Linked DNA regions of Ovis aries: region 1 is linked to region 2. A link is a contact called in public Hi-C data. All regions are on one chromosome and are shown on one strand. The core of a region is the stretch at or near the end of the contact, and the rest is flanking DNA. Distances in the headings are between cores, read along the strand shown.

Region 1 (2,702 bases), core at 173-2,672, 68 kb after region 2:
GCGAGGTTGGCTGCCGGAGCACCACCTGCGCTTCAGGGCGCAAGGGGCGAGGGGTCTCCAAGGCCCAACAAGGACTGGTGAGGCAGGGCCGGAAAATGGTCCACCTGCGCCAAGTCTGAAGTCCCTCTCTGTTTACACAGCAGAGCGGGAGCAAGACTCATCTGAAAGGCCTAGGTTGGGAGGGAGTGAGGAGGTGGTTTTAAGGGAGGATATTCCAAAGAACGTGCCTCTGTGACTCCATCCATCCTCCACTTTGGAATCCACATCCCCCAGCACTTAGAAGAAAAAGTCCAAAACTCTCAGTCAGGGATTCAGTCTCTGAACACTCGCATGCTCCTGGCCTTTCGAGGGCCTACCTCCCCCACCACACAATACTGGGGACCACTAAACTGGGCGATGCACTGCCCCTCAAATGTGTCTGCCCCTTCCCCATCCAGCCACGCCTGGACGGTGTCTCCTGCCGAAAGGTAATAAGCGGGGAGCGGATAATGGAGCCCGGGTGATAAACTCTCCTTCAGGACCTGAGATTGAGCCCTGGCTCCCAGATGAGGGACTCTGAACGAGTGACCTGGCTGCTGAGCCTCAGTCTTCCTCGTCTGTAAATGGGGCTTGTCTGCTCCGAGCGCCACGCCACGCCTCACTTCTCTCCTCGTCTGTCTCATGCTTTACTGTTCCAAGGTGTGACTCGCCTTTCGGAGGACAGAGCTGGGCAGGTGACGAACGCGCAGATTCGCTGCCCTGGGACTTCTCTCCTTTGCCCTGCGAGGCTCCATCATACTTCCTGGGACACCACCTCCTCTGGGGTCCCCCAGGTTGGGCTCTCTACTGATGATTCCTGTGAGCCAGCCCTGGGCTCCTGGGTGCCTGCCCCCACCCCACCCCTGCAGCCCCTGGCACGGCACTGAGCCCACCCTGACAGAACCAGAGGCACAGGTGCAGAGAGCCCGTCCTGGCCCCATCTTGGAGGAAGCATCCAGGCCAGAACAAGGATGTGACAGCAGCTGGGTGGGGCTCCCTGAGGGGCAGAGGTGCCCGTGCAAGCTGGCACAGTCACAGGGCAGCGTCCTGGTGGGGGGGGCGGGGGCAGCAGGGCCCAGGCTGGGAGCGAGGGTAACGGGGGCGTGCCTCCACAGAAAGGACCTCTGTCCTACCGCCCTCTTAGCCAGCTGAAGAGAGACGCACTCTTGGAGACTGAACTGACAAGCTCCACAGACAGCTGCCTTAGCAGGAAGGAGTCACAGGTCAGGGAAAATCAGGGATGAGTGTTACCCGGCCAGATCTCCAAGCATCAGAGGACTCCACCAGGCCCACAGTGGTTGAGGGGTGGCAGAGGACAGTCAGGATGCCCCTGTCAGCTCAGGGAGGACCCACCCTCTGCAGGGAGCCAGCCCTTTCAAGGCCTCAGTGGGCCGGTCATGCGTGCTTTGGTGCCCTCCAGTGGGTTTATGTGTGCATGAGCACAGGCTTGCAATGGGTTTTACCCACATTTTAACCCTGTGCTTTTTCTCTTCTCCCTGCATATCCTTTCTGTTCAATGACACTTTAAAACTGCACACACGCTTGAGCAATGCCATCAGTTGTGTAATACCAAAGAATGACCTCCCAAGCACCATGAAGGGAAGGATCTATTGAACACAATTATCAGATTTATCTGATGCTGGCCAAATATCAGTATTTGCTCATTGAAATTTGACTCAACCACACTAAAAGGAGAAGAAAAAAGTGAAGCCCAGATTCCAAAGTTATATGGATAGCTGACTTTTATTATTACCTGTTGGAAAGGCAGAGGAACCAGAGATCAAATTGCCAACATCCGCTGAATGATTGAAAAAGCAAGAGAGTTCCAGAAAAACATCTATTTCTGCTTTATTGACTACGCCAGAGACTTTGACTGTGTGGATCACAATAAACTGTGGAAAATTCTGAAAGAGATGGGAATACCAGACCACCTGACCTGCCTCTTGAGAAACCTGTATGCAGGTCAGGAGGCAACAGTTAGAACTGGGTATGGAACAACAGACTGGTTCCAAATAGGAAAAGGAGTACTTCAAGGCTGTATATTGTCACCCCGCTTATTTAACTTCTATGCAGAGTACATCATGTGAAACGCTGGGCAGGAAGAAGCACAAGCTGTAATCAAGATTGCCGGGAGAAATATCAATAACCTCAGATATGCAGATGACACCACCCTTATGGCAGAAAGTGAAGAGGAGTTAAAGATCCTCTTGATGAAAGTGAAAGAGGAGAGTGAAAAGGCTGGCTGAAAGCTCAACATTCAGAAAACTAAGATCATGAAATCTGGTCCCATCACTTCATGGGAAATAGATGGGGTAACAGTGGAAACAGTGTCAGACTTTATTTTGGGGGGCTCCAAAATCACTGCAGATGGTGACTGCAGCCATGAAATTAAAAGACGCTTACTCCTTGGAAGGAAAGTTATGACCAACCTAGATAGCATATTCAAAAGCAAAGACATTATTTTGTCAACAAAAGTCCATCTAGTCAAGGCTATAGTTTTTCCACTGGTCACGTATGGATGTGAGAGTTGGACTGTGAAGAAAGCTGAGCACTGAAGAATTGATGCTTTTGAACCATGGTGTTGGAGAAGACTCTTGAGAGTCCCTTGGACTGCAAGGAGATCCAACCAGTCCATCCTAAAGGAGATCAGTCCTGGGTGTTCATTGGAAGGACTGATGTTGAAG
Region 2 (2,700 bases), core at 117-2,616:
TGCCTTATCTTTCAAACCTGCCTTCAGGACCGGCACAGGGAGTCCTCTGTTCCTACCGGACAGACCCCTCCAGGGCCGCCTACCATTACCATTATGTCATCGAACCTTTTTCCTCCCAAGAAAGAGGCAGGGGACAAAAGGGCTTCTGGCTACGAGGGGGGTAAAGTCAACATTTCTGCTCTGGAGACAAATCAGGCTTTCATTTTTTGTACACGCAAGAGTACACACACACACACACACACACACCCCATCAGCTGAGACAAGTCCGTCTTAGCACTCCACCGACAAAGCCAAGAAACTCTTGTCCACACTGTCTGCAGAAGTCTGACCTGACGTGAGAAGGTGCCTCGGTCAAAGAGCCCAATATTTAGAAGGAATGAGGGTCCTGAGTTGGCAGTTTGGGGAAAGGGGTATCTAAACCCAGAAGACTGGCTTTCTCTCTTCCTGGATTTCTGTTGCTCCCAAATGACAAACTTTGTCTTCTGAGGAGTTGAGTCCCACGCCAACTCTCTATTCCGCACCCCCTCCTTGATCCTGCCGCCCACCTCTCCATACTTGACGTGCGGTAAAAGGGATAAAAGGCAGGACCCAGCTATGCCAGTTTCCTCTGGCTGAGCCCTCGCCGCCTTCCTTCAGTGCTGGGCCCAGGAACTGGCTGCGAGGAGGCCGATGGCACTTCTGCCCAGAGCTCCTGAGTCCCCGGCTCTGGAGACAATGGCTCAGGGAGCGGGGGGAGCCGGGCTCCAGCTCTGCATGCAGAGGGACACACAAAACCATTGTCTCTGCAGCGGGGCAGACAATGACTTGTATTTCTGGCATCTCTGCCAAGGGGTTCACCCCCTTGGACCAAGAGAACCCTGAAGATTTCCTTCTAATAAATAGGGGTGATACTGAAATCTGGCCCCACACTGAGAATGTGCACCCAGCTGTAACAAAGCCCACTCCAGCTGATGGTATGGGAATACTGGAGCTCCCTTACTTGCTCCAGAGCCTCCCAGACAAACAGACAGCGAGACAGAGGACCACTCACCAGCTCGTCTCTGCGATGCCCTCTGCTCTGACTCCTTTCACAATCAGGAATAGGGAAAAGGCTCTCCTTTAACACTCATCGGGCCCTGGTGGGTAGCAATCATTAACAGCCGCACATGCTGACTGGCTTTAACCCCTTCAGTGCTGGCCGCCTCCAGCTGGCTGATGGACAGCCCCGTCCCCTCTTCCCAGCTCCGAGAAAGCAGGAACTCCTGCCTTGATGCCATCCACCTGAGTAATGCCGCTGCCTCCCATGTGGAGAGCAGGAGCCCTCTAGTCCCACCCAGGCTGCCCTGCCTGATTGGAGCACACTGGCAACCTGAGGCGCTTGGTCCTGGCACGATGCCCAATTGGATGAGCCCACATTATGAAATATTTGCCTAGCAGGCCAATAGAGGAGCAGGATCAGGGGGGAGGGGATGATATTTTTATTTATTCCTGGAGGAGACAGAACAGACAAAGGTAGTCCTAACATGCCTAGCCCTGGGCCAGGAAACAGTGGGAAGGCGGGCTTCAGGTCAGCTAAGCGCCTCTAGCCTCCCTGTCCAGGTACAGGGTGGAAGCCTGGAAGGCTTCTAGGCAATTTCAGCTCCTGGCTGTTGAGCTAGAGGGTTTTTTTTGCCTTAATGATTCCCTGACTCACCCAGGAGTTTGGAGCTAGGAACTGTTACAGAAATGAGAAAGGAAAATAACTTGACAGGCGAAAGACTGGTTGTATCTACACAAACTGTGGGGCACAGGTAATCTTCTTTAATCTTTCAGAGTTGCAGAAATCATTTTTGCATCTTTGGTGGATGCAAAAGAAAGGTGAGCAGGAATGAGCAGAGACAAAGTACCTCTTTTTCCCTTTGAAAACAGGCAACTGATTTGGGAGAATCTAAATCCAGCATGAAAGTATCTACATGTAGGGCTTATGCAAATCTATGCAGATATGTGCAAATGAGCAGCTCCGGGCTTTTCAGAGTAAATCCTTGCCAGAATTTTTCTAGTTTGAGCAAGAAACCAGGTAGTCTCCAAACCCTATAAACGAGGATCTCACTGTATGCTGTAGCATAAGGACATCAGCAGAGGGAGCATAGCATATAGGGCTCAATATTTATTTATTTCAATTTAAGTATTTATTGAACTGTTACTACACATAAAGCCTTGAAGTAGTCTAGTAGGGTTTTTAAACCACAACCATAAACATGATAAGCTATGCTGGAGAACGTCAGCGCCCTCTCTCTGCACACCCACAGTTAATACCCCCTTCTTCTTTCTGGCCCCAGTGGGTGGTGCTGCTCCAGCTCGTACCAGCCTGGGTCTAGTGGCTCCATCTCCTCTCACCACCCTCTGTTCTTGTCTGTCAGTAGTCCAGTCGCTGTGGCTCAAGGCCCCGGCTTAAATCTACCGGGGGGGCCCCTTCTTATCTCCTGGGCTGCCTTCCCAGCTGCCTGATGGCGGGTTGGCCCTGGTCTCTTAAAGGGGCTGCGAGCATTCCCAGCCTGCCGCGTCCCCTCTCAGGAATACTCCCGGAAACCTGGTGTCGCGCTGCCTAGAGTCAGGTTCACCAGCCGCTCCCCGCTCACGTCCTTTAGAGCCACAGCCGGCTGCAGGACTGCTAGAGTGCGATCAGCTTAAAACGGGAAAGGATGCTGACGCTTGTGCCTGTGTTGTAGATGCTTATCATAT

The links. Hi-C and Micro-C count contacts between places; a contact is called where the count stands out from the background.
Region 1: a contact with region 2 is called in a Hi-C map of hypothalamus, with 4 times the contacts expected there. The contact joins two enhancer-like sites. A contact is called at or near these places in 4 of 16 Hi-C or Micro-C datasets (hypothalamus, liver, muscle and 1 more).

The regions. Positions count from the first base shown.
Region 1 is chr12:1,957,754-1,960,455 of ARS-UI_Ramb_v3.0, forward strand. The region is part of intron 3 of PLEKHA6 (pleckstrin homology domain containing A6); the gene reads right to left. Among named protein-coding and RNA genes, the nearest start is that of PLEKHA6, 15 kb to the right of the region's middle. Within about 2 kb of position 1,423, at least 4 of the 54 cell types and tissues checked have an H3K27ac peak or open chromatin away from gene starts, as enhancers often do. A contact at or near this core is called in hypothalamus, where this site is marked.
Region 2 is chr12:1,889,340-1,892,039 of ARS-UI_Ramb_v3.0, forward strand. All of the region lies in intron 4 of PLEKHA6 (pleckstrin homology domain containing A6), which reads right to left. Among named protein-coding and RNA genes, the nearest start is that of GOLT1A, 67 kb to the left of the region's middle. Within about 2 kb of position 1,367, at least 21 of the 54 cell types and tissues checked have an H3K27ac peak or open chromatin away from gene starts, as enhancers often do. A contact at or near this core is called in hypothalamus, where this site is marked.